Regions from separate parts of the Mus musculus genome. Here all the other regions are linked to region 1. The links are chromatin contacts, called in public HiChIP or PLAC-seq and promoter capture Hi-C maps. All regions are on one chromosome and are shown on one strand. The core of a region is the stretch at or near the end of the contact, and the rest is flanking DNA. Distances in the headings are between cores, read along the strand shown.

The links. Promoter capture Hi-C pulls out the DNA fragments that hold promoters and counts their contacts. HiChIP or PLAC-seq counts read pairs in DNA pulled down with a chosen protein or histone mark.
Region 2: a promoter capture Hi-C map of hippocampal neurons shows a contact between it and region 1, with 3 times the contacts expected there. The contact joins the promoter of Eprs here to the promoter of Tgfb2 in region 1. A contact is called at or near these places in 2 of 39 promoter capture datasets (the C10 cell line and hippocampal neurons) and 3 of 115 datasets of contacts at active chromatin or transcription factors (astrocytes, large pre-B cells and stem cell-derived neural progenitor cells).
Region 3: an H3K27ac HiChIP or PLAC-seq map of stem cell-derived neural progenitor cells shows a contact between it and region 1, with 5 times the contacts expected there. The contact joins the promoter of 9630028B13Rik here to the promoter of Tgfb2 in region 1. A contact is called at or near these places in 5 of 39 promoter capture datasets (3T3-L1-derived adipocytes, embryonic stem cells, hippocampal neurons and 2 more), 1 of 15 datasets of contacts at CTCF or cohesin (the NIH/3T3 cell line), 1 of 484 Hi-C or Micro-C datasets (B cells) and 4 of 115 datasets of contacts at active chromatin or transcription factors (astrocytes, embryonic stem cells and stem cell-derived neural progenitor cells).
Region 4: a contact with region 1 is called in an H3K4me3 HiChIP or PLAC-seq map of stem cell-derived neural progenitor cells, with 9 times the contacts expected there. The contact joins the enhancer-like site here to the promoter of Tgfb2 in region 1. A contact is called at or near these places in 3 of 39 promoter capture datasets (frontonasal cranial neural crest, maxillary cranial neural crest and second pharyngeal arch cranial neural crest), 1 of 484 Hi-C or Micro-C datasets (uterus), 10 of 115 datasets of contacts at active chromatin or transcription factors (the NIH/3T3 cell line, craniofacial prominence, embryonic forebrain and 5 more) and 3 of 9 other capture datasets (adipose tissue, embryonic stem cells and pancreatic islet).
Region 5: an H3K4me3 HiChIP or PLAC-seq map of embryonic limb bud shows a contact between it and region 1, with 20 times the contacts expected there. The contact joins the enhancer-like site here to the promoter of Tgfb2 in region 1. A contact is called at or near these places in 21 of 39 promoter capture datasets (the 3T3-L1 cell line, 3T3-L1-derived adipocytes, the C10 cell line and 12 more), 5 of 15 datasets of contacts at CTCF or cohesin (the NIH/3T3 cell line, embryonic stem cells, large pre-B cells and 2 more), 132 of 484 Hi-C or Micro-C datasets (the AML12 cell line, B cells, the C3H10T1/2 cell line and 71 more), 28 of 115 datasets of contacts at active chromatin or transcription factors (the NIH/3T3 cell line, PVALB interneurons, T-cell acute lymphoblastic leukemia and 19 more) and 7 of 9 other capture datasets (adipose tissue, embryonic stem cells, embryonic tail and 4 more).

The regions. Positions count from the first base shown.
Region 1 is chr1:186,702,378-186,707,938 of GRCm38.p6, forward strand. It overlaps Tgfb2 (transforming growth factor, beta 2), which reads right to left and starts at 3,612. Exons shown (of 7, transcript NM_009367.4): 1 at 2,052-3,612. The coding sequence starts at 2,397. It overlaps Gm35655 (a long non-coding RNA gene), which reads left to right. Exons shown (of 2, transcript XR_373811.4): 1 at 1-854; 2 at 1,150-1,426.
Region 2 is chr1:185,359,274-185,364,845 of GRCm38.p6, forward strand. It overlaps Eprs (glutamyl-prolyl-tRNA synthetase), which reads left to right and starts at 3,771. Exons shown (of 32, transcript NM_029735.2): 1 at 3,771-3,970. The coding sequence starts at 3,925.
Region 3 is chr1:185,439,087-185,444,666 of GRCm38.p6, forward strand. 9630028B13Rik (RIKEN cDNA 9630028B13 gene) reads right to left here and starts at 2,733. Exons shown (of 2, transcript NR_038006.1): 1 at 2,580-2,733.
Region 4 is chr1:185,571,648-185,576,882 of GRCm38.p6, forward strand. No RefSeq gene overlaps it. Among named protein-coding and RNA genes, the nearest start is that of Gm35023, 44 kb to the right of the region's middle. Within about 2 kb of position 1,649, at least 24 of the 459 cell types and tissues checked have an H3K27ac peak or open chromatin away from gene starts, as enhancers often do. A contact at or near this core is called in fibro-adipogenic progenitors, stem cell-derived neural progenitor cells and uterus, where this site is marked.
Region 5 is chr1:185,542,985-185,548,452 of GRCm38.p6, forward strand. No RefSeq gene overlaps it. Among named protein-coding and RNA genes, the nearest start is that of Gm34969, 58 kb to the left of the region's middle. Within about 2 kb of position 3,602, at least 17 of the 459 cell types and tissues checked have an H3K27ac peak or open chromatin away from gene starts, as enhancers often do. A contact at or near this core is called in cortical glia, embryonic limb bud, neural progenitor cells and 2 more, where this site is marked.

The sequences.
Region 1 (5,561 bases), core at 2,362-4,861:
GGTTCTGGGGTTGTCCCTTCTCTGCTCACCTTCATCCATTGGACTGAAGCACTTCCCCTGGTGGCCTGCTCCCTGCACACCTATGCAATGTGAGATTGGATCTTTGTCCTCTTTGCAGACTTCCTGACAGCTAATCTGAGCTTTGGCATGTAAACACCGAAGAAGGAGTTATTCAGCCCCGGATCACATGCCTGTCTGTCAGCCCAAACATCTGCAGAATCAACACACGTATGTGGGAGAAAACTAACTGAGTCAAGCCGTCCCTCAGCCCCAGTGGCTCTGGACTAATTACAATGAACTCCCTTCCCTAGCATCACTGTGGCTCCACCCCAGATAGAAATCCTTATTTCCCAGGAGCAATAAACAGGGCGGACTGTACGCATCCACTGTAGTGGATAGGGCCGTAACTATAATAATAAAACCGTCCTGCTGGCCAGGGTTCCCTGCATCTGTTACGGCACTAAACAACAAGAGAACACTACAGGGTAAGAGAAGTGACCAGAAAGAGTGTGGTTAGACACATGGGTAGACCAACGCTCTGAGGGCACCAAGTGCAAGACGCGGCAAGTCAGACAGCTATGGCTCGTCAAACTAAAAATAAATATTAGGAGAGAAAAGCACCTCCCTGCAATTCTGACTTCTGGGATAAAATTACCAAGATGGCTGCGTTATCTATTTAGGCAAGACACAGAGACTTCACAAAGGCAGCCAGCAAGGATATAGGGCATGAAAGGGGAGGAGAGAACAGAGCAGCCAATGAGAAGTTTACGACAGGGACTTGGAACACAGGGATGCTGAAGTTTTTTTTTTTTCTCTTTCTTTTAGTGTTTCTTCCTGGTGCTTAACCCTCTCAGGTATCACTCAGTGCTGTTGCTGCTGCAAAATTCTCTCTCTCTCTCTCTCTCTCTCTCTCTCTCTCTCTCTCTCTCTCCCTCCCTCCCTCCCTCCCTCCCTCCCCACCCCCTTTTTAAAGAACTCTGAAACAAATCTACACTAACTGTACTCTCCCCTTCCCCCACAAGGCTCCACAATAAATCGCTGCTACTGTATGCCAGCTGTTTCTGAAGCTATTGCTCCCAGCGAAACGGGGAAATATATATATATATATATTTTTTTTTAAATAGCTGTCTTTCCCATCTTCGATTTCAGAACACACAGAAGACCCTGCTGCTTGTGAAAGTGCCGGGACACAGAGTTCAAGGTTGAAAAAGATCATGGAGAATCCCCCTAAGAAAAAACGACCTGCTCCCAGGCTAGCGAGGACTACCTAGAAAAAACGGGAAGTGAAACCTAGTTGAGCCCAGTTAGAACCTTATTTATTCTTTCTAACTGTCCACGTGAGGTCAAAAGGGGACTTGGCAATGCGGCTCTGCAAGAAGACTGAGAGTAAAAACACCCAGAGAGAGCAATAAATGACCCCCCGGAGGATTTAAGGGTTTTGAGTGACCCCCACCCCGTGCGCCCGAAATCCAGCTTGGTGTTGCTGATGCTGACATTCTTAGGGGAGTGAGAGACAATAGCAAAGGTTTGGGGAGTCCCCAGATAGGTCAGCAGGGAAGGGGGGCGCCTTTGAGAAGGCTAGTTTGGAAGCACTTTTTTTAACTCTTTGTGTACCAGTTGGAGGACACCCCCACCCCCACTGCATGCCAACCCGGCAAAGAAAACAAAGTCTACCTTGGTCTCTTAGCATAAGTCATCCCGGGAAGCGCTTTTCTTTTGACAGAAGGGAGCTGATTTGCTAGTTGGTAGACCAGGGGAGAGGAGAAATGCAAACATCTTTTAAAAGGTCTGGGGCATTTGTGGGTAGGGAGTTATGGAGAAATAAATAAATAAAACAGAAGTTGAAGGTTTGCAAGCCTGTGGATCCCTCTCCATCCCACGACTGGAAAGGCAGTGGAAGGGACGAAGGACAGAACGGAAACGAAGCGATCAGGACCCGGGGACTGGGAGAGGAAAGGGCGAACGCCTAAGGCTGCTGTGGATCTGAGGAGCTCCGGGCCAACCTTAGACTCGGGGATGGAAAAGTCGAAAACCACGGAAACTGTACTTACTTTCGGAGGGGAGGTGGGACGGCATGTCGATTTTATAAACCTCCTTGGCGTAGTACTCCTCGTCGCTCCGCTCGCGCTCGCAGGCGGCTGCCCTCCGGCTTGCCTTCTCCTGCAGTAAGTCCCTGGTACTGTTGTAGATGGAAATCACCTCCGGGGGGACCTCATCCGGCTCCGGATAGTCTTCCGGGGGGCTGGTGAGCTTCAGCTTGCTCAGGATCTGCCCGCGGATGGCCTCGATCCTCTTGCGCATAAACTGATCCATGTCGAGGGTGCTGCAGGTAGACAGACTGAGCGCCACCGGGACCAGATGCAGGAGCAAAAAGGTGCTCAGCACACAGTAGTGCATGTTTTTAAAAGGAAGAAACGTTGATGTTGTTATTTAAAGTAAGAAAAAATATATATAAAAAAGAAACTAGTAATTCTCAGAGCGGTCAGGTAGAGTTGTTTTTAATACGAAACTTTTGCAAAGCAGTCGAAAGTTAATGCCCAATAGAAAAACGTCCCTGGCTGGGATTCCTTTAAAAAAGAAAATGCAACGCGTTCCCAACGTGGAGATATTAATATGCGATGCTGGGGCGGGGTGGGGGGGGAATCTCTCACTTTAAGGAGTAAGAAAGGTTTGTTTTTTTTTTCTCCTGGAAGGGAGAGGGTGAGTGGCTCTGAAGTAGAAATAAACTTAAGAGGAAGAAATGGAGTTCAGTGTGTCAGGCTCGGTGCGGAGTGGCTGATCTGAACTCCGATCCTCCGGCCAAAAGGGACGAGACGAGAAGGTCCGGGGGCTGGCAGGAGGCACGCAGGGCCGCGGGGAGCGCTGAGCGGCGGCCGGGGCTGCGCCGGGCTCTAACTGAGAAGTTCAAAGACCGAGCGGCTCGGCCCTGCCTTCCACACGTGTGTGGATGAGTGTGCGTGTGGATGTGTGCGCGTGTGCGCGCGTGCGTGCGCGCGCGCCGAGGGCGAGCCTGGCGAGCCGCGGGGAGGCAGATGCGCCCCGGAGCGGCTCACTCGGAGACTCGGTGGGATACTGTCCGCCCCGGAGATCCACAGAGGCCGGAGCAGGCGGCGAGGATCCCGCTCCTGCCGGCCGCGCTGTGGCCTACACCCGGCTGGGTCGCTCCACGTTGCAGCCGCCGCTGCTGCCTGCAAAGAGGGCCAGCCTCCAGCTCGGTCCTTCAGATCCTCCTTTTCTTGCTCCAGGCGGCCAAGGGCGACAGCGATCGGCCACCTCCTTAACCCCTGTGGAACAACACCGCCTCCTGGGCGCGTTGGCTGCGGGCTGCCCCGGGACTCGCACCCTTCCCTAGCTTCTCCTAGCTTCCACCAAGGTTGCACTTTCTCGCTTAGGGTAAGTAGGTACTTGCGACCCTAAAATAGACCTCTGCCGATCCTTCTCTCCGCAGATGGGTTGCTCCAGAATGGCTCTTTAAACCCTAATACTTCTCTCCATCCCTGACGCCTGCCCCAGAGCTCAGCTCTCAGCGCCTTCTCTCTTTCTCTCCCACTCGCTCTCCTGCCGGCAGTTTCAGCAGCTCTGCTCCGAGCAAACCTGCTGCCAGCAGATAACATCACGATTCTGCCCGGAGCAGAGTTTTATATGTGCTCCCCAAACCACGTGTTTGCCTTCAACAAAGTGACGCGCTAGGATTACAGTCAGAAGTCCTCTGTTACTAAGACCACGAGCTCTGGACCATTGGAGGGGGTGTGGAAAAGGGGGACGGCCAGTAAGGGAGGGCGACTGGCATGAGGAATTTGCAGTAGTCACTGTCTGTGATCACCAAGGGTCTGTGTGTGGAGGGGCAGGCAGCTAAGCATCCCGTTTCTACATGGTGGGGATCACTCATTCGCAGCTTCCCTGAGTCCCTCCTGTGTTGAGTGCGTGCCCATGCATGTACAGGCGTGTACACACACACACACACACACACACACACACACACACACACACACACACACACACACACACTGTGCTCCATGGAGCTCCAGCCCAGCCCTGAAGACATGCCTTCCAATCTGAGACTGCTGACCTAACTCTTGAGTTCTCCGGGATTCCACAGGTTGTTTTTCATTAGCCTGTTTACAATCCAGCCCTGTTTGCCTGTGAACCAGCAGAATACAGAAGTGTCCCTTTCACCCAATGCATGCTCTGTATCACTGCTTTGAATAAAGGAACTGTTGCCTTCTTTATGTGAGCCCCTGCTCATGTGGCTTTCTCCTCAGCCTTCCTAGACAAGGATGACCCACCATCTTCTGCCTGTCGCAGCATTATCTAAGACACCTGGGTTTTAAATGTTTGCTGTCTCCTGTCACACAGTATCATAACTTGACATTTTCTACTTCAACTTGCTCAAACTGGTTGGATAACAGAATCTTTCTTCCCACTGGTCTTTCCCCTTTAGTCAAAGTCAACATTTCAATCTTAGTGATGACTCTGTGGCCACGATGACTACACAGGTTGTTAAAGCTGGAAACTGTTGAGAATTCCCCCAGGTTAAGACCTCAGTATCATTTTCCTAGTTCAAAAGGATCAAACCTTTAGGGATGCATACATGTGTATGTGTGTGTGTGTGTGGGGGGGGTTATATTCTTACTAGAGGGAGCTGTAATGATATGTAATGATATAGCTGGCATACATTATATACAGCAATGAACATTATTATTTGTATTTCACAGACAGGGAGACTGAGGCCATAGGAAGTGAGGTCTGTTGTTGCAGAAAACAGGAAGGGGTGGGTCTGGGTTTTGCAGAGAGAGCCCGCCCACCTCCTGGGTTCTTTCCCACCATGTACTTGGAAGAAGTATAAGGTCCCAGAACATGTGACAAGCAGGGATCCGGGGGTTCCGTAAGTGTGGGAGCTGCAGAATAATCTACTGCCCTCTTACAGAATCAAGACCCCCCCACAGTCATGTTCTATGTTCTAAGATTCCTGCAGAAAACTCTCTCTTGAATTATCATCTCCCCACCCACCTTGAACACAAAATTCTTCTACTCCACTGGCCCTGAGGAACACCCTGGCATGAATGAATTGTTCCAACACGCACCTAAATGATTCTAAAAACCTCCATTATTGGCAGACTTCTTCCTTCAAGGTCAGCCCCAGGCAGACGGGTTCGACCACCACCACCTTACGATTCTCTAAGCTGAAACAGAACTGATCAAGAACTCCTGCCTGTGGGCTGATGGTCCCATCAGCTGGAGTCTCCCAGTGAGTCCCATTCTGATCCAGCTGTACAGAGAAGACACAGAGCAGGAGCTAGAGCTACCGAGGGCCAACGTCACAAGTTTGTGGGGATGCTTTCGGGAAAATCTGTTGAGCACATAGGTAGGGTGTTCTCGGCAGCCACTGAGCCTTTTACTGGGTGCTGAGACTGCCTGGGGAACAGCCATAGGTACATCAGAGGATGAGCTGACATGGCTGAGGATATGAGTGGGCAGAGCAGAGCAGTAGCAATCCCCCTGTACTTCATGTGGGAAAGTCGGTACTCCATCCATGCAGGCGGGCGCCCCTCTCAGGATCG
Region 2 (5,572 bases), core at 2,521-5,020, 1.3 Mb before region 1:
CTTGTTGCTCTAGAGAGGATCTGGATTTGGTTCCCAGCACACATTAAGAGGCAGCTCACTATCTCCTGCAACTCCAGTTCCAGAGGGTTTGACACCCTCCCTCCCTTTAAGGCACCTGCACACATGTCACACATAACTTATGCAGGCATGCATACATACACAAAAATTAAAAGTAATTACATTTTATGCTGATCTTGGGATAATTACTGTATTGCTCACTGGGATTACATCCATGGCTTTTTTATAGGACTGTCAGGATCTAGTAACAGGAAGGCATATCTGTGGCTTCGAAGGATTTGATCACTCCCTCTCGTAACTCCTGATTTTCGTTCTCTCCCTTCTAGCTGCTTGCCCTCAGTCATTTTGCTCTCTCCTTGTCTTCCTTCCCTCAGATGTCACTGTTGGCTGAGGTTGTACTCCTGGCTTTCCACTTTCTCAGTAGATTATCTGATACCTCCAAATAAACGACTTCACATAAGGTCTTTGCCCAGACGTACAAATGTAGAGCTCAACGAATTCTCAGTAGCTTATGCTCGACTTAGAGTGCTGAAGATTCTGTGAGACCAACTCTGGCAACAATATCATCCTGCCTGAAACTAACAACAATAAACACACAATATGTATTTGGATTAAAATGCTCAAACTCTAAGCCTAGTATGGTGGTACACATTTGCCATCTTGGTACACCAGAGGCTGAAGCAGGAGGATTCTAAGACTGAGGCCCACTTTTGCTATGTTGTAAGAACCTGCCTCAAACATACAACAAAACTGACAAGCTAGACCTCCACTCTTAAGGCCTACTTTGATGTCTTATAGTCTCCCCTCCCCCACGTTGTTTCTAAACAGTCCTTCTGTCTTGCTCCCACTCTAATTTGACAAAACCACATGTTTTGTAACTCCACCACATCTGATCATCACTGCTTCATTCTATTTTGTTTTCATTTATTTTCTTTCTTGCTGGCATACAGTTCTATGAACAGTGAGATAAACTGAGTTTTTAGAAATGGGGGGGGGGCACTGTGGGGATGGCTCAGTGATAAAGAAGACTTCCTGGTTTGCTGAGATCTCGAGTTCACTTCCCAGCACACACCAGGTGATTCACATCCACCTATAACTCCAGCTCCAGGAGGTTGGATGCCCTCATATACCTCCAGGGTTACACACAGAAAAATAAACAAATTTAAAAGTTGTTTTTTTATTTTAAATTATGTATGTGTGGTTTGTATGTGTGAGGCCAATGCCCTGGAGGCCTGAAGAGGGTGCTGGAGTTAGAGATGGTGGTGAGCTGCCTGTGGTAACCCTGGTAACAGCAAGTGCTCTTTTTATTTATGTTTGTTGGTATTTTGCCAGCATGTATATCTGTGCACATGTATGTGCATGTATATCTGTGCACATGTATGTGCATCTAATGCCTGCAGGGGCCAGAGAAGGTATGGGATTCTTTCCTAGTTTTATGTCAACTTAACAGAAGCTAGAATCATTTTGGAAAAGGAATGTTTCCACCAGATTGGCCTGTGGTGCATTTTCTTGACTGATGATTGACGTGGGAGGGCCCAGCTCTGTATTCAGTGACATTCCTGAGATGGTGGTCCTGGGTACTATAAGAAAACAGGCTGAGCCAGCCCTGAAGAGCAACCCAGTAAATAGCGCCCCTCCATGGCTTCTATATCAGGTTCCTGCCTCCAGGTTCCTGCTTGAATCCCTGCTCCTACTCAGCTGCAGTGATGGACTGTTATCTGGAAGTGTGAGATAAAATAAGCCTGCCCCCATCCCAAGTTGCTTTTGGCCATAGTGTTTTATGAGAGCAACAGAATTTCTAACTAAGACACCCTGCAATCTGAGTTATATATGTTTGTGAGCCACCATGTAGGTTCCAGGAATTAAACCAGAATCCTCTGTGAGAGCAGCCACTGTTCTTAACTGCTGAGACACTCCTTATCCCCACCCCCTAAGTAAACATTTTAAAGTAGCTCAGTGGTGATTTCCCCAGCATGCATCAGGGCTTCGGATACAGGATTGGGGAAACGCCTCATTTTTGTGACATAACCCATTTTCTGCAGTTTGTTTGTTTGGTTTTTTTGGTTGGTTGGGTTTTTTTTTTTTTTTTTTTTTTTTTTTTTTTTTTTTTTTTTTTTGTAAATAGAGTTCTTTAGTTATTTCAGGTCAATCCTTGTGATAGATAGGTAGATATAGAGATTCTGCCTCAGACGATCAAACCAACAAATAAGTATAGTAATGGTTAAAAGACAAGAACTTCAAGAAAGACTTCAGGACTCAGTGTTTAGTATCTTAAGAGTAGAACACTTGCAGAGCCTTGGCTAGATTGCTCAGATGCAAAACCAAAAGCACACTGCTGCCCTAATATTTGTCCTGTTTCCGGGTGTATAAGTAGGCATCTTTCAGGGGGGTTTCTAATCCAAATTCTCTGTGATGCATGTGTTTGCCCAGGGCATTTTCCAAAAGTTCAAGTTCAAGGTGCAGGCGAGATTTCAGAAGCAGTACATATTTACCCTTACCTTCCAATAGCCTCAGGAATGTGCCAATGTTTTCATGTAACTATAGGGTAGCTATTTCTTTGGGTCCCTGCCTCTGAACCAGCATTTATACACAGCCATTTTGCAGCCGGCAAGGTACTTCTATTACAAAGGAATGAAAGAAGGCACCAGCCAGTGCACTTAATGCCATTTTGTTTCTTCTCTGACTCAATCCCCTACCCCCAGTCATACTCTTCTCTAATTACCTTGGATTCCAGAAATGACAAGACAAGTCTATCATGAAGACCTCCTCAGAGGCAGCCACTATGATTCAAAGTTGGAGTTTACTATGTGATTTTTTTTTTTTTTAAAGCATGGGAGTTGACAGGTGCTCCAAAGAGGACGCATACCACAGTCACACTTCATGGTCTTAGCAAGAACACTGAAGTTATTATTTTTAAAGGTTATTAAGGAATTTGGTCATGGGCTGTTCCTGAATTGTTCTTTTGTTTCCACTGTGAACACAAGTTAACTGTTGTGAGGTTCGCAGACCATCCTTAAGCTCACATACGCGTAGGCCTCCAGCCTGAATTATTATTATTGGTTTTTTGAGACAGGGTTTCTCTGTATAGCCTGAATTATTATTAACCCTCTCATTTGAAGATGCTTCTCTCTAAAACAGACAAACAAAACCCCCAAACATTGTCAATATTGGCAGGCTTCACTACAGATAGTAACATCTGGAAATCTTGATTCTCAGGGCCAGGAGGCCCAGCAAGCAGGTCCTTTTTCTCTTTGTCCCCATAGTTTTCTGTATTTCTAGCTTGCCTCCTAGATGCTGGGACGTGCACCACACCAAACAATCCTGAAAATATTTCCTTTTAGAGAAGACTGAAGGGAAGCTCCCTTATACCCAGTGTAGCTCGTCGACTTTGTGCATGGATGTGCCACTGCCCCAGAATGGACTAGTCTATCGTCCGCCTGCTTCCCTCACTTTCCGATGGGTCTTAACGGCTGTTCCTTTTCCACAACGGAGTGGCACCTCACGGGTGCCCAGTCCTGCTGCCAAGAGGCAACTGGAGCGTGCGGTTAAGGTGGAGGCGACGCACGGCGATTACGTTCAATAGCGTTCGCCAGACGTCAGTATCCGCGGGCCGGGGACGGGAGAGAGGCTGAAATGTCGTGGGCGCGCAGCGATGACGCACAGAGTAGCCTGCCTTGACCTCTCTGCAGTCGTGGCGCGTGGAGTGGGGCGGAGCGAAGGCTGCCTTGGCGGGCGCATATTTATGACGTGTCGTAGCGTGCGCACCGACTCCGGCGGTGGCGGCCCGTGGGGAGGAGTCAGGGCTGCGGTGCCTTCGGTCGCGCGCACACGTTGCATCTCCTTGCTTCCACCTGAACCCTCGCCGCCAGGAAGGCAGCCCGACGAGTAGACCGCAGCTCCTGGGAGATGGCGGCGCTGTGCCTCACGGTGAACGCCGGAAACCCTCCGCTGGGTAAGGGCGCCGCCGACCCGCGCGGGTTGCATCAGCGCGTGGGTGCGGGGCTGGTGCCGCGGCGGTCACGCCGAACGAGCCTCCCGCCCCGGGACGGACGGGCCTGTTCTGCTCTGCGGGGAACCCAGCCCCGCGTGGCCCCGGCCTCTGTCCGCTCGGGGCGCCGTCTCCCGAGGCCCGCTGTCCCGGGAGTGGGGGGACAGGACCAGAGCCCCGCGGGGAGACACGAGACTATGGCTGCGACTCTGCCAGGGTCCCAAGTGGCTTTTGAAGTGGAATTAAAACCCCAACTGTCTGTCCGGCCCGTCCTTTTAATGCGATCTAGGAACCTCCCGCCCCTTCCCCACCTCTCAGGAGATCTGAATTCACTTGCCCCACTTTCCCTTCGGTTGTCGAGTTAAAGGGAGCAAGGTAGACTTTTCTGTCAGCACTTGGAATTTTTACTGAGGCTGCGTTGGCTTGTGGTCGAAGGCTGTAATTACGGAAAGCCGTAGGAACGCTGCGGACTAATGCTACTGGCTGTTTTACTACACACCCCGTGGACGTAGTCCAGGCTCGAGTAAACGTCATCCTACGTTCCATTCGAAATTGATTTTTCAAAGTGGCTAACGCTATTGCTAGCTAGTTTAAAATTTCTGTCTTTTCATTACTTTGGGAAACAACCCAAAAATTTTATCATGTAGACTTGGAAGTACTTTTTCTAATACTCAAAAAGTCAGCCCCTTGAATACAATTGGCCATGTGGGGCTGATGAAATTTCTTGCAACCTCAACTTTGACAGCAGTCTGCGCCTATTGGAGTGAAAAGACATTTATTTATGTATTAATGCGCTGGGAAACAGCTCAGGGAGCTTTGCATTGTAGGCAAGCACTTGACTGTTGAGCCACACTCACCAGCCCTAAAAATAGACTGTAGCAATCGCTTGAAATGTTCTAAAATGATAACATTTTAGCATGTTAGTTCCAGTCTCTGTATGCTAACCTCACAACAAATCCATGAGCCCTGAAAGAAGTAGATGTGATTCTTGGTTTGAAACGGCACTAGGTAGATGATGCTGACCTCGTGGCTAATCCTGGAGGCCTGAGTTCTGCCCGCTGCGGAGTGCAGTTGAGATTCCTTGATTTGTTCTGTAAGGAAGAAGGAAACCTTTCCAGCGCTGGTTGCCAGAATTTAGTGAGACTACAGGAAGAGTTTTTTCACATTTTAGCTGTTCAGTGCATAGCTAAACTATAGGTTTGGTTTTTTTTTGTTTTTGTTCCCCCCCCCCCCCCCCGGAGGGGTGGGGTGTGTGTGTGAGGTTTTTTGTGTTTGTAAAAACTGCCTTGAAAAATCACTGCAGGGGACCATGAAGTCTGTATCCTTAAAACTCAGAATCAAATTCTGCTGGTATTCTGGAAAACACTCTTAAATTTGGTTTGCATTTTGAACTCTAAGCCAGTTAGAGAATGTATATTATTTTTCTGCTTGCACCTCTTTCTCTTATTTTAATTTTTTATTGCCTATAGATCAGATATATATTCTCTTTTAAGTAATAAAATTGGATTAAATATTTAGAAAAAACCCATCACATTGTGAGGATTTTATGGCTTTAACATGTCATTT
Region 3 (5,580 bases), core at 1,483-3,982, 1.3 Mb before region 1:
GCTTGTTAGGAAAGCCTGTCTCCTCAGCCCTCTGCTTCTTTTTACACCTTCTATTTTTTGCTGAGGATTTTTTCCCATTTATTTCAAGCATGTCCATAATTACCTGCCAACACATTGCTATGATTGACAACTTTAATCATCCATCCTTACCAGATAATTTTAACACGTCTACCGCCTCAGATTGAGTGTCTTTTATATTCGAGTTGCAATTTTCCCAGTGTTTAGTGGGAAGAAAGATGTTCGGGTGGATCCTGGACGTTGAGAACAGTGAGATTCTGGCTGTCTTCCCTAACAGGCTGGTGACTGAAATGCTTGCTGCTTGCTGCCAGTTGGTGGCAGGAGTCCAAGCTTGTCTCTGGGCTTCTGTGAGTTGGCAGGGGCAGTTCCAGCCCCTCATTAGGACCTCAGCACTGACACCTGGCTGGGAGTAGCTTCAATCTTTTTTTTAATTAATTGATTTTTTTTATTTACTTTACATCCCAATTGCTACCCCTCCCCCAGTCTTAACCATTTAATTTTAATCTTTTCTTCTTTCTTTCTTTTTTTATATTGGGATCAAATCTAAGGTTTTACATATGCAAGATTTTTTTCTTTCTAATAAACACATAATTTATACCTGGCTCCTGGAAGGCTCAGCACCTATGGTTTTTGAACATCTGATGTGCTGTTCACTGACTTTGCTGTTTCTCTCTAAGTGTCTTGCTTTCTGACTTTCTGTTTTTGAGGCAGTGTTTGCCTATGTAACCCAGGCTGGCCTTGAACTTGTGGCCTTCCTTTCTGTGCTTCCTGAAAGAACTATAGGTGTGTGCCAGCATAGACAGTTTGTGTGCTTTGTAGTTTTCTGTTTTGTTTTGGTTTGTTTTACTGTGAATTAATAGTCAATGAAATTCTTCCTTGAGACTTTGTTTTTTGTTGAAGTGTAGAATATGAACATAGTTTTAAACAATTTTTTAAAAAGATTTTGCATATTTTTATTTGCTTTTTAAACATTACACATAAGGGTTTGCCTGTGTGTATATCTGTATCACCTACATGTCTAGTATCCACAGAGGCTAGCAGAGAGCATTGGATTGGCTGGGACTGAAAATGCAGACAGTTGTGTGTAGCTATGTTGTGATGGGAATTGAATTGGGGTCCTGTGGAAGAGCAGCCTGCCCCCTTTAACTGCTGAGCCATCTCTCCAGCTCTATGTTGGTACGTTTCCAAACACACATTTAGTCCCAGCACTTGGGAGGCAGAGGCAGAGACAGAGACAGCCTGGTCTACATAACAAGTTCCAGGCTATGTAGGGAGATCCTGCCTCAAAAAACCTAGACCAAAAATCCACAGGCTCTTTGGCGCAAAACTAACTTGCCTACACTTGAAGACCATTTGCCCAGTATTGCATCTTATGGTCATTTTGTGGGCAGTAGAGATTTTGTCCATGATCTTATAGCATCTTCAGCTCCTGTGCAGATAGTTTTCTCTCTGTCAGCAGCCAAGGCTAATAATATTTACAAATCTCCTTGTGCCCATCGGAAAAGTGGGATTCTCAGTATTTAATTGTTGTGTTTGAGTTTGAATTTTCCACTGAGGATCTAGCAACTCTCCCCTTTGTCCCCAGCAATATTCAATCTTTTAAGCTGCGCACAATCACGTAGCTGTCAAAACTAAGAGGTGAGGTGGTTTTCTTTATTGGACTGATATATACAGGTATCTTGACATCAGACTCCAGTCTCAGCTTACTAGTCTAGATTTCTGATTTTGGCTTTAAATTTTTATTATGTGTATGGGTATTTTGCACGTATGTCTTCATTATATGCTTGCCTGGTGCCCTCGGGGGCTAGAAGAGGGCATTGAATCCCATTGAACTGGGGTTACAGATGCTTGCGAGTCACCCAGATGCAGAGAATTAAACTTGGGTTCTCTGCAAGAGCAGCAAGTGCTCTTAACCATGGAAGCATCTCACCAGCTCCTGGCTTCAGAAGGGTTTTGTTGTTGTTGTATTTTGTTTGTTTGTTTGTTTGATAGATTGATTTCCCACCACATTTTTTTTTTTAGTGAGGTCAAAGATTTGACAAAACAACCTAAGGGGAGACCGTTTAATACAGGGAAATTTAATTTCTCACAATTTGGCATTTCCTGCAAGCCAGATGCTCATGACTTCTGACAAGGATCGTTTTAGAAACTTGGCAATGTCAGACTTGGGGACACGATTCAGAAGTACTTCTAAGGACACAGAGTGCCGAAGCAGGAAGACCTTAGAATCCCCAGCACTTATACAAAAAGGCCAGGAGAGGCCAACTGTTACCCCAGCCCTGTGGGGGTGGCCAGAGACGGGGACCACTGGGGGACCACTGGGGTGTTGGCTGCTAGCCTAGCCCCAGATTCAGAGAAGCCTTGTCTCCAGGGAATAAGGTCAGGAAAATATCATCTTCCCTGACCTCTATATGAGCCCACCTCTCTCTCTCCCTCTCCCTCTCTCTCTCTAACACACACACACACACACACACACACACACACACACACACACACACACATACATTTGTTGTAAGACTCAGCATCAGTTCAAGAGCAAAGTTGTCTGGAACCTTGGTTACCTTGGTGGCATGCTTTTCCAGGCTTCCTCTCCTTAGCTTCTCAGCGCTGCATCATGTCAGTTCTGAGGTTGGAGACGGGCCTCGGTGCTCTGATCCGTGCTCCCCCAAAGGCTCAGCTGGGTACTTGTGGTTCAATGGTTTAATTAAGCTCTGCACTTGGCCTCCTTCCTGCTCCACCATATGGAAGGCTGGTGCTTTTGTTGGACGGTCTCTCTTCTTTGTTGTTTTCTGGGTCAGACGTTTATTTTCAAGCATAGATTTGTTTTGTTTTCTAATCACAGGGGGAGGAATGAAGCCGAAGTCTTACAGATGGGCCAAAAGCAACTGCTATCCAAACAAATCTTGTCAGCTCTCACCCCTGAGCTGCACATTCTCACTCGAAAGGCATTTATTTTCTGGTTAAACCTATCATCTACCCTAGGCCCGATTCAAATGATCATCGCCCTTTCTGAATCCCAATCAGTATTTTCTGCATGTGTCCCAATCGTCCCGACTGAGTCTTGTTTAGTTTTCGATGCCTTAAATGTTTTATGCTAATTTCCCTGAGCCTCTCTTATATTGTTCCAAGTTCCACAGTGCCCCTGTTGAGTGGCTACGTGACTCTCCCAGTTACTGTCTAACAAAACACCTCAGACTTATACTTAGGCATTCTGCAGCTTGGAGTCTGGAAGGAACCCAGTGTGAACAGCCTGTGCTGGACACGGTGTCTGAGGTCTCACCTGGGGGCGCTCAGAGGCTGGGGGCGGCCTGGTGGACAACAGATACTTTGCGACTGGAGGTATAGTCACTTACTTTACACCTGGCACCTGGTCTAGTAGGTTCTGATGTTCAGGACTGCTGACCAGACAGCCTGCCATAGATAACCTCTCTGTGTGGCTTCCTCGTGCTTGAGCAACCTCCGGACACAGACGGGAGTAGCACAGGATTCTAAGCACAAGTGAGTGCTTGGACAACCAACATTGAAACATCATTGCCTCCTCAAACCCGAGGCTGTGGTGACCAGGCAGGAGTGTTGCTCCCACAGACCCTGCATCGTGGGGGGTGGAGGGGGAGGAGCATGAAAGTCACTATGTGGAAGCAAAGGCAAAAAGAGGGCATCTTCAAAAACATTCTACATAGCCTTCCCTCTGCACATAGTTTACATTGTATCCATGTGTACAACTCACTCAGATTCCTGAAAGCCCATTGGATAAGGCAAAAGTTCCAAGTCCAGGATCTTAGCATCCTAAATGACCCTGCGTTGCAGATTCTACAGATTAAGTTCCTTGAGTGTTTTCCTATGGCTGGAAGTTCTCTGAGCTAAAGGACCAAACAGACTGCCTTCTACACACATGAGCATCGGAGAAGTGAGGGGGAACGGCACAGGGTACTGGAGCCATGTCCCAGTTGTATTTATGTAGATAACATTCACACCTTTGGGGGTGTCTTAGTTAGGGTCTCGTTTCAGTGAAGAGACACACCATGACCAAGGCAGCTCTTATAAAATGTAACTGGGACTATCTTACAGTTTCAGAGGTTCAGTCTATTGCCATCACGGTGGGAAGCATGGCAGTGTCCAGGCAGACATGGTGCTGGAACTGTTGAGAGTTCTACAACTTGATCTGAAGGTAGCCAGGAGGAGACTCTCTTCCACATTGGGCAAAGTCTGAGCATAGGGCCCTCAAAATCCACCCCCACAGTGACACACTTCCTCCAACAAGACCATGCCTTCTTTTTTTTTTTTCAATTTTTAAAAAATTAGGTATTTTCTTCATTTACATTTCCAATGCTATCCCAAAAGTCCCCCATACCCTCTCCGCACTCCCCTACCTGCCCACTCCCACTTCTTGGCCCTGGCCACTTCTTCGTTCCCCTGTACTGAGGCATATAAAGTTTGCAAGACCAATGGGCCTCTCTTTCCAATGATGGCTGACTAGGCCATCTTCTGATACATATGCAGCTAGAGACACGAGCTCTGGGGGGGTACTGATTAGTTCATGTTGTTGTTCCACCTATAGGGTTGCAGACTCCTTTAGCTCCTTGGTTACTTTCTCTAGCTCCTCCATTGGGGGCCCTGTGATCCATCCAATAGCTGGGAACAAAACACCCATGGAAGGAGTTACAGAGACAAAATTTGGAGCTGAGATGAAAGGATGGACCATCTAGAGACGACCATACCCGGCGATCCATCCCATAATCAGCCTCCAAACACTGACACCATTGCATACACTAGCAAGATTTTGCTGAAAGGCCATGCCTTCTAATAGAGCCACTTTCCATGGGCCAAGCATATTGCAACTACCACAAGGAGGATGAATGCTAATTACTTTCTGAGTCTGGTCCTCTCTTCTGGGGTGGAGCATGAGCTGCAGGCTAAATTACTCTCTGAAGCCTTGCCTTTCTATCTCTGAAAGATTGCTCTGGTCCCCAGGTTGGCTTGATCTAATCCCCTTTGAAGAGTTTTCAGGTAAGGGCACACTTCTTTTTCTTATTTGCCTTTCTCTAGGCCCAAGAAAGCTCGCTCTCCCTCTAGTTCAACTTGTTGGGTATTTCTGAGTGAGCAAATGGCTTACCTTTTCATTTCCTGTATAGCTAAGACTGAAGAAAATGACTGATGGTGATGGTGATGGTGATGGAGAATAGTCTCAGAGAGAGAGAGAGAGACTGACCATTAAAACAGCCATTCTTCTGTAAGCAGTGAGCTGTTGTGACCTGTCAAAACTACCACATGGCATACCCCTTACTTTGAACCTGTCTGGCAGCCCTGTTCCTGTCTCTCCACTGTCTCTGTCCCCACAGGCTTCTTTGGACTCTTGATATTCCTCGTTATTTGTCTTCATCAGAGGGTAATGGAGAATTAACCTCATCTGTCCACTCCCAGACCTCCACTCCAATACCCAGGTCACATCTTGCATCTGCTATTCTCTCTCTCTAAGAGTGCAGGTCTTTGTCAGCAGGCAAGCCTGAAGAGGCATTCCCAGAAGAGACATTGTAAAGCCTGATTCTATGTGAGGGTAGATTG
Region 4 (5,235 bases), core at 399-2,898, 1.1 Mb before region 1:
CTGGCACTCCCCTCCTGCTCGCTTCTCAGTTCCCATCCCTCATGGATTTATCCTGACACTCACCCTTCCCGCTGGTGCTTCAACATTCGCAATGTAGCCCCCAGATGTGAGAAACTGACAAACAAATCGTTGTGGATTGTGCTTATGAAGTACACACCCAGGCCTTGGTGGTGGGAGCGAGGCTTTGCTTAGAAAGCCTGGCTTAGACTCCATTGAGAAAATCCCATGGTGGGAGTAGCTCACAGGAGATGGGCGTGGGAGCAGACTCCGGGCTCTAATTTGTTCTTTAAGTTTACCTAATGGTTTGCAAGGATGGAACTCTCTAGGCGAGTGCACGTGATACGTTCTCCTAGGAAACTGAGTTCACCAGATAAATCTGTGGAAACCACTCAGGAGTAGGACAAGCAGTGTGAAGACATTTACAAAGGGAGTCACATCTGTGTCTGCTCAGAGATGGGGGAAGGCAGTCCCACTGTGGTGCAACTTCTGTATCTGTTCAGGTTGCAGAAACACAGCCCGAGTGATTTTCAAAGCAGTTACAGGGAATTCCTCATGACTTTAGGCACTTTTCCCCCATGTTACAAAGGCACAGAGGAAAAGACCCCCCCCCCTTTTTTTTTTGCTTGCTCAAGAGTAGAAATTTAGGGGGAAAAGGTCACTCATTCTTATCTCACAAAAGAAAATTTATTCATCTGTTCTCAAGAAAAGAAGTTTTAGCATGTACAAATAGAGGGGCTGCTAAGAGCTTGCCAGCAATACCCACCCTAGTCTTAGGCCCTGTGGAGGGACAGGGACCCCAGGTGAAGGGGGGTGTCACTCTAAGGGACTTCTTCTGCTAAAGTTAGAAGGTTCTAATCCCAGTGACTACACAGACACTCCAAAAGAATCATGTAGTTTTCTTTTTAAGTAGCAGATTTTTGAGAAAGAGAAGGGAGGAGGGGAGGGTAGAGTGAGGGGGAGGGGAGGGGGAGAGAGAGACAGAGAGAGAGACAGAGAGAGACAGAGAGAGACAGAGAGAGAGAGAGAGAGTCTTTTCATTTTCTCTTCCCCATATTTGGGAATGGAGATCTTTAATTCTTTAATTTGGGTGGCAGTAATTTAGCACTGGGTCAGGTCAATCTCACAATGAGCCCATGAGGTGTTGAACCCATGTACTGGTGAGTCTGGAAGTCCCTGAATAGAACCAGGGACAATGTTGGCCTGAGCAATGAGCTACAGCCACCAGCTTGATCAGAATACTAATGAGAGCTGCCATGTGACCACAACATCACTGAATTTCCTCTTTCTGTTGCCAGTGGACATGACAGCTCAGGTTAAGGTATCAGGAAGTCCATGGAGACCAGCGTGACAACACAGAAGGCTGCCCTGTGCCTGCCAACTGCTTCGGATCTCCTCAAGGGAGAGAAACTTTCTCTTGTAGTGTGGAGAAGCAATGGGGATGCCTCATGGTTTTATGGACCACTTTCCACTTTTCCAGATGCAAAAAGAGGGGCTGTAACAGTCTTGAGAACAAGTTGAGCACATCCTCTGGGAGGGAGGGAGTGAGAGAGGGAGGATGGGTAACTCACAATAGATAAGCTATGTGTTTGCTCCAGCATCGCTGGCTCCTTCATCTCACCATGGGGGTGCTGAGTGATGCCACAGGCAGCTGGAAGGACTCATTTATTTGACCTAATTATTCTCCATGTAGACCTGACTCATCCTAACGGGCTCTTCTTCAAAGGAAACGAGAGCCAGATTGCCTCCTTGGCAGCAATGAAAAACAAACGCTATCCACGGAATGGCTGTTAGATTGAAAAAAGATGCAACCTGCCTTTGGGCGCAGCCAGTATTTAATGATGTTACCAAGAATAGAGGACTAGAGAGAGAGAGCGAGAGAGAGAGAGAGAGAGAGAGAGTAGTGTCAGGTTCTGACATTCTAGCTTTCTAAAAATGTTCTTAATAAAATTAACTTGCCCTTGGATGCATGGACAAAAGTAACTCAGAACCCAGGGAGGAATGGAAGCCTTGGGGGTGTTTCTGCCGTTTTCATTAGTGATCCACTAAAGCCTGATGGGGACCGCAGGGGACTTTCATGCGCGCGTGCAGGGGGGGTGGGTGTTATTATTTTTTTAGTCCTTTTGGACGCTCTGTTGATGTATTAAGAATCTCAACCCCCTCTCTCTCAATGAGAGAACAGAGGAAGACTTGAAATGGCTCTCCCTTGACATATTAAACAAATCAAACACAGAATAGGACAGCATGCATATTCCTCTGTGAGGCTTTTAAAGGACCCAAGGATGTGTTTCTGAATGCTTACAAGTTCATCCTGGAGCATCAGGTCACCTGTCTGTATTGGAACCAGGGTGAGAGCTGGGAAGAAACCTCAGTAAGTAGGACAAAGATGGAGTGAGGGTTTGGGCTTGCTTCCTACAGCCCACACGAGTAAGTTAGACACTTGTAAGCCTAGTACTGAGCCACTAGAGGTGGGTTGGGCCTTGGAGCTCACTGGCCAGTCAGCTTCCTATACCATGAGCTCTAGGCTGATGAAAGACCTGCTTTATAAAACATGGTGGATGACTTCCAAGGAAAGACACCAAGGGTGACATCTGGCTATGTGTTTGTGCATACATTTATATTTGTATCCATTCACAAGTGAACACACACACACACACACACACACACACACACATATCAAAGAAAAGAAATATGTCTGAAAGTAATCACTTGTATCTTTCCTGTTCCATATTCCTGTTTTAGAGTTGAAGCTGAGAAGGTCATGACTCTGAGAATACGGGCAAGATGTGAATTCAGAAGACTGAACCTTCTCTCCATTGTAATTTGGTGCCTCGTTGAGGGAGGCCACGTCAAAAGTCTGTTGTGGCCAGAATCTTCATGAACACCATGCTTGACCTTAGGCTATGTCGTAGTGTTGAGATGAAGATGGAAAAATCCCAGGACCACTTGCAAAAATGATCTGCAGCTCAAGCAAACCTTTCCATACCATGGCTGCACAGCAAGCATGCTGTTACAATTCGCATCCCGGCTCGCCCAACTGTGTTTACATCTCTTCCTGGTGCCGGAGCCAGAGCCTGGGGTTCCTTTTGAAACAATTCTGAAAATACCTTGGGTTTGTGTTCCTCTGGGCTCTGCAATAACAAACCTGTTCTGCGGTGTGGCTGGTGTTTACCTAATTGGTGGGAGGATTTTTTAATATCAGAAAGAAAACATTCCTGAGCAGTCCTCATAGGTAAGATGTGGTTTTGTGGTGCTATGATTTGGGGTCGGGGGAGGATGAAGCAAAGAAAAACAATCTAGTTTCTTTTTTTGGGCTAAAATGAAGGGCAGGCTGGGGGTGAGTGAGCAAGAAAGAAAATTGAGCGAAGGGCAGGGTGGTGGGGGTGGTGGAGATGAAGGCTCAACAGATGTTGTTCTAAAGGGAGTCATGACTGAGTCTGTGTTTCTTTTGCAGTTAGCTCCAAAAATAGATGGTTAGTAGTGAGAAGCAACTGGTTTCTGATGCTTATCAGAAGGGCAGTTAATTCCACTTCCAACTGTTAGGGTGAGGAATGGGGCAGGCTCTGTATCTAACAGAAAAGTATTGCTATACCTCACGGCGCTTTGTGTTACATTTCATATGGTTGTTTTCTGGCCAAAGCTCTTAGCTAAGCAAAAGGAATTTGCCCAAGGATAAGAGGGGCTGATAGATTACAGTGGTCACTTTAAATACGTGTGCATGTGTGTGTGCACTTACACACACACACACACACACACACACACACACACACACACAATTTTGAGTTATCTCATTGTTTAGCTTACTTAGGCTGCCTGAAACTTCTTTCTATGGAGTCCAGGCTGATTGTGAACTTGCCGTATTCCTGCCTCAATCTCCCTAGTGATGTGATTACAACTGTGTACAACCATGATCAGCTGAATACCATCCATCTCCTGATATTTAAAAAAAAATTCTTTTTTGGAGGGGGGGCCAGGCTGGCCTTAAATTTCAAAAACGATTTAGAATTCTTGATCCTCCTGCCTCCACCTCCAGAATGCTGAGGTTATAGGTGGGTACCACCATGCAGAGCTTGGCATATCTGTCTGTCTGTCTGTCTGTCTGTCTGTCTATCTATCTAATTTGCATGAGTGTTTTACCTGAGTGTATGTCTGTGCACCACATTTGTGCAGTATCTGCAGAGGTCAGAAGAGGGCATCAGATACCATGGGACTAGATGGTTGTGGGTAACCGTGTGGGTGTTGGGAATCCAACACAGACCTTCTGGACAAGAAGACCCATCTCTCCAGAGCCTAGCAATCTGGTTTCATCAGCCATTGCAGAGCCTTCAAGGAACAGTGGCGAAACAGTGACAGCCGGGCTGTGCGTGGGGAGAATGCACTAAAGATCAGTTAGGGGTAGACACCATGTCATGGGGGAAGTCAGATTTCTATCTTTCCAAAGATCTCAGGGTGGGCGACTTTGGGACCATAAAATTCCTAGAGGCCCCTTATCCTGTCTCAGAAAAATGGAGGCTGAGGGAGCTGTGTATAAGTGTACACAAGGGACAACCTCCCTCTAAGATGCTCTGGTAAACTCTTTGTCAACTCGGTTCCCTTTCTTAGTTCCCTAAGAGTAGAATTTACCAGACTCTTCCTAGACTTTGCTGCACTAGAAAGTCTGAGGCATCAGGATCAGTGCAAGGGCAAGGGCATGGCTACAGCATATCCCAGCTCTTACCAGATGTGCTAACGTTACTTCTCTTCCAGATGTGTCTAGCTCAGTGCCATTCCTCTTTAGGATGGAGGCAGTGCTGGAGGCCAGTGCTCAGGCATCCTTGCAGCAGCAGCAGCAAGCTGCAGGGACCTGCAATAGACACTGTAGACTGGATGTGTTTCAAATGGAAGCTGCTGACTGCATCTTAATCCCTAGTGACACTGACACTACACCTTATGAGTTATTCTGATTTGAAGGTACAGGACCGGCTTGTATCAGCTGCTGGGCCTTTGATGGCTGCACCACAGAGCATAGTCTCTTGGCTGACTGCTTGTTGTGAGCCCTGAGTTCTGGGATTATTGCAGAAAGTCACAGGCCAGCCACTGAAAGCAGGAGCCGAGATGGCGAGAGTCAGGCTGAGTGGGGAGGTGAACAGATTCCTCTACTTTTTTGACAGCTGAAGGGCAATGATGTAATGTGGCTTTTAGTATATTTTGTAGACACTTATTGAGTATCTACCCTGGGTCAGGCTGAGTTTAAGGTTT
Region 5 (5,468 bases), core at 2,352-4,851, 1.2 Mb before region 1:
AGATCATTTGCAAAATAGGTACACTACTTCCTTTTTATTTACGTGGTTCCTAACTATATTGACTGACTTTGGCCAATAGGAATAGATTAAATATAAAACAGTAAATATAAAATATAAAAAAATACATAAATATAAAACAGTAGTTGGAAAATGCTTACCCATTGGGGTAGACCATTTCATGCTGCTTTTTGGACTCTCCACCCCCCAAAACCACAAGAGAAAGTTTAGTTTGTTGGTAAATGAGAGACCATGTGACGCCCATGCAGAGAAATGGTGATAACTCAGGGCCACTCCCTTTCTGCTTTAGACTAACTACCCTTTTGGAGTGAGAGTGAAGTCATCCCACGCTGCTGAGCCCAAGCTTTACTTGACTGTTAAGATTTGCCAAACCAGATAAGATTAGCAGAGCCACTCAGCTGATCTGTAGAATGTAGAGAAAGTATATTCTAAACCCACCAAACTTTATGGTGACTTATTTTCTAGTAAACACCACATAAGACTCTGTCCTGTCAGTTGATAGTTTAGCTGGGTAAAGAATTTTGCTTTAGCAGCTGAGAAGCATTCTTCTGTTATCTAGTCTCCAGTGTAACTAATGGGAATTTTAAGTCATAGGCTTCCTGAGGTTTTACATGTTCTTTCTCCCCTTTGAATGCCTTAAGGACACCATTTAGTCTTTGGTATTTTGAAATTTCACAAAGATGTGCCTAGATTTGGTGAAGTTGACCTCTATTGTGAAGGATACTTGATGGAAATCTCATTTTGAGTCTGAAATGGTTTTCTAATTTGGAGGCCCCTCACTTTTCTTTTCTGGTGATTATGGGCTGCTTTCTATCCATCTCTTTCCTGTGCTCTCTCTGAATTTACGTCCATCTGGATAAGGAACCCTCTGGTGGAAGCTCAAGTTTCCAAATGTGTTTCTCTCCTTTTTATAGCTCTGACGTTTAGATCATTCTGTTTTATTTTCCCCCCTGAAACAGCTCTAGCTTCTTTTGACACATTAAAAATAATTTATTTTTATTTATATGAGAATTTTACATGCATTTATGTATGTGCTCCACATATGTGTCTGATGTCTGTGGAGATCAGAAGAGGGTATTTGATCCTGGAGACATGGATAGTGGGTGCTGGGTGCTGAACCTGGGTCCTCTGAAAGTGTAGCAAGTGCTCTTATCTGCTGAGCTATTCCTCGGCCACCCTCGTCAGCTTCTGAGAACCCTTGCCAGTTTCCTCTGCTTTCCCTCAGTTTAAAGGGCACAACTCTTCTTTTACAGAGGCGGCGCCTTTTCTTTCTCTGGGAATACTTTCCCATGGAGTTTCTATTTCCTTCAAATTATATTCATCTTTGTTGGCTCATCTTGACTCAGCTATTGGCCAGAAGGAGGCTGTGGAATTTGTAGGTGCCTTGAAACTGGGAACAATATCAAACTTGTGAGATCACTAAAATGGAAGCTGTCTTAACTGGTGGGAAGGGCATGTATCTCATAAAGAAACACAATCACAATAATTCTGAATATAAGCTTGGGTTAGCCCATTTATGTACAATTCGAAAGATGTAGGATTTGGAAGTTAGAGATATATGAAAGTGACTTAGAAATTTTAGCCTTAGTTGATTTAATTGATGGGAAGTTTATTGAGTTTCCTTTCATGCACCCGGAGCACTTCAGATACACTGAACAAGTAATTCTCACAGTGTCATTAATAGACGTATAATGTTGAGGATGAGGGAGGTGATTGCCCTTACTATGTTTTGTGAAGCTGCATTACAACGATCCTAATGATAGCTGTAATTTGATGAACACTTTGATTGTGCTTGATGCTATTTTAATAGGGTTTTGAGTTTATTAACTCAGTTAATCCAGATTTGCTGACGAGCAAAAGAACGTATGAGTTCCTGTCCAAGGTGACATCATTTGTTCAAAGTCATGCCAACTCTATCAAGGAGTATTCAGACTTCAATGTAAGTGGTCTGGTTTCAGAGTCTATACCCTTGACCTGTTTCTCTAATTGCTCTGGAAAACACCCAGAAGAGGTGACAGGAGAGCATTCTTGGGCTGGTGAAAGGCACAAAACCCAAATCAAGCAAGGATTTCCTGAAGGTGTTCATGAATACTAGGTGGACAGGAAGTTGATAAGTACTTTTAAATATTTGAAAATCCTTTTCACTAAAGAGGACTTAGATGTATTCTCTTTGACCCAAGGATAGAGCTCAGACTGATGACAGACAGGTACCATAAGAAAGAAGTTAGCTGGATCTGAAAACCATCTTTTAAAGATAATGTTTTCAAATATTGTGTGGTTTACTTTGGAAATACGTTTTCTGACATCAGAGCTGTGCAAGGAGTGGGTATGCTGGTGGAAGATCTGAACTGTTCCAAGAAGCTGAGTGGGAAGGTCTCTGTAAAGAGATCATTTTATTTTGCTATGTTCAAGCAAATGGAAACAGTTTGAAATATTTTATCTCTGAAGGACAGCATCTGGCATTGAGTGAGCAGTTAGAAATTGAGTGTGTTACTCTTCAGTTGAGGGGACAGGGGTCCTTCTTGATCACAAGACTGTCTCAAGATCTTACTGCTAGTTGGAAGCACAGCAGGAAATGAACTCTGGTCTTCTCTACTCTAAGTTGAGTTTTCTTCACAACACGCACGTCGTTCTCTAGTGCCCTGTGAAGTGTCTCCCTTGCCTTCTGTTTCACCCAGTACATGCATAGCCCCGCTTCCTTCCATCTTCACTAAGAGCGATGAGTGCTGGCCAGTGCTCCTGGCAGCCAGTAATCTTTTGTTGCTCTTAGCTCTTCTCCTTGGCCGGAGTGGGACACACCCATTTCTCATTTGCAGTCATCTGAAATTAGAACTCTGAAGAATAAAACCCAAATGGTCATAGTAACTGTTGGTTGAAGTCATTGCTCAAATACTTGCTTTGGGACCAAGGTCCAGGTCTGGTACCCATGTGCTAGTAGCTTTCATCCAGATGCCCCCTCTCCAGAGACAGCCAAGCATATATTTTGTGTCTGGATGAAGACATTGCTCTTACCCAGCAAAACCGTGAGCAGGTGGGCAGGTTATAGAGGCCCAGAACTAAGCAGTAGCTTTGTCCAGGGCTCCTTTATTGTCTGTCCTGTGCCTTAGGTTTTAGGGTCTGTGCTGACAATTCTAGTTCCAGCCCACATATACTATGACCTCGATGCATACACTTAGAGGTTTTCACACTCAAACCTCTCCTTTAGTCTTATACCTCTGACTGGAGAGATCATTTGTCTTTTAGTATGTGGAGGCTAAGCGAAGTGGGTTATTTTTTGACAAGTAGTTTTAAAATGTACCCTTAGACTGATATTTTGCTTTTAGGGACATTTATTTGATTTTGTTTGGAGTGTGTGTGTGTGTGTGTGTATGCATGTGTGCATGTGTGCATGCATGTGCATGGTTTGTTTCAGTCAGCATTTAGCTTGATGTGGTAGAACTCTACAAAACCACTAGAGGGCAGGAGAGTCTAAAGAATGAAAAAAACAAAACAAAAACCCAAATCAAAAATCCCAGTGTTGCCAGTCAGGAAAACAAACTGCTCTTTGATCACTTAGCAGCCAAGCCATCAGAATGATCTGCAGACCCAGGCAAGCCTTTAGAACAATAGAGGTGTGTTGTGGGTAAAATGGCCTAGGATAGTCAGACTCTGCCTAGAAGGCTGTGGACTCCTGAGCCTAAGATTTACAAGCTGTGATCTTTGGCAAGTTGTTTCACCTCTCTGAATTGTGTTTTCCTGTTTGTAAAGATGGGCTCCATCACCTAGGCATACTGGGGGCTTCAGCAGAATCGCTCCTGCCCCATGTCCTTCCAGCATCCCTGTCTGCTTGGTTCCGATGCCTGATGTCAGTCCTCCCTCTCTGCCCACAGAGATTCCTCCTTGTGGACTTGGCTCTCTTGCTTTGTGGGCCGCCCCCAATGGTATTTTTGAGAGCCCTTGATTGCTGTGTTCTAATTATTTGTTTCCTAGTCTATTACCCACAGTGGACAAGCACTTTCAGAGCACAGCTCCTGGGTATCTCTGCCCTGGAGCAGGAGCTATTTAAAACATATGCTTTCCTTTGTGTATAAGATTTTCCCTTTAATTTAATTTTTTTAGTTATTCACTTTACACGCCTCTCACTGCTTCCCTTCTGGTCACCCCCCCCCCCCCAATCCTTCCCCTACACCCCTTCCCCTTCTCCTCTGAGCAGATGAGTGCTTCCCTAGCACTTCATGTCTCTGCAAGGCTAAGTGCTCCCTCTCCCACTGAGCCCAGACAAGGCAGCCCAGCTAGAAGAACATCCCACAGACAGGCAACAGCTTTTGGGATAACCCCCGTTCCAATTGTTCAGGACCCACATGAAGACCAAGCTGCATATCTGCTACATATGAACAAGGAGGCCTAGGGTCAGACCGTGTATGTTCTTTGGTTGGTGGTTCGGTCCCTGAGAGCTCCAGGTTAGGTGACGCTGTTCGTTTTCCTGTGGACTTCCTATCTCTTTATGAAACCCCATGCTCCATCCACTGTATGGCTGCTCTTAAGCCAAGCAGGAGTGTAGACACAGGGGAGACAAGGCCCCGGCTTGCATGAGTTTACAGATCAAGTCATGTTTTAGTTAAGCATAATAGCATGAGCTGGATGTGGTAGTATGGACCTGTAGGCCCAGCTACTGGCTTGAACCCGAGTGCCAGGATAGCTGACCAATAGAACTTGTCTTAACTAGGCAACTCTTCCCCACTCCCAGTGCATGATGGGTCAACATGCATGACAGTCACCTGATAAGTGATCATACCTGCAGAAGTAAGCAAGTGGCACATGGTGTAGAGGAGGAATAGACAATATACCTCGTGGGGATAGAAAGATGGCTCAGTGGTTAAAAGCACTGACTGCTCTTCTAGAGGAACAGAACTCAATTCCCAGTACCCCATGCCAGCCCACAACTAACTATCTCTAAATCTAGCTATAGAGGATCTGATGTCCTCTTCTGGCCTCCGCATGCATCAGGTTCACATGTGGTGCACAGACAGACAGACAGACAGACAGACAGACAGACAGAGAGTTGGTCAAAGGTGAAGGACAGTAGCTGACTTGCAAGGGCACTCAGTGATATGGTGGTCTTCATTGGGATTATACCACATGTGCGTGTCCGCATGAGTGTGTGCGTGAGTGTGTGTGTGTGCGTTTGTGCTTCTTTTTCATTTATTAATACCCCATAGTGATTGTAAACTGTAGAAGAGGACCATGATCATCCCAGGAATGATGGCAGAGTCCCTGGCAAAAACAGCCATGCCCTTTGTTTTTGGCATTTGCCACTGTACCTCTGAGCCCCAGTTTAGGGGCAGGTTCCCCCATCTGAGGGTAAGAACAGAGTTACGGCTGCTCCAGCCCAGCTTGCTACTGAGGTCCAGGCTGCCTTCCTCATATTAGTACTTTTGTTCAAAACTCCTAATGAGCTGGGTGTGGTGGAG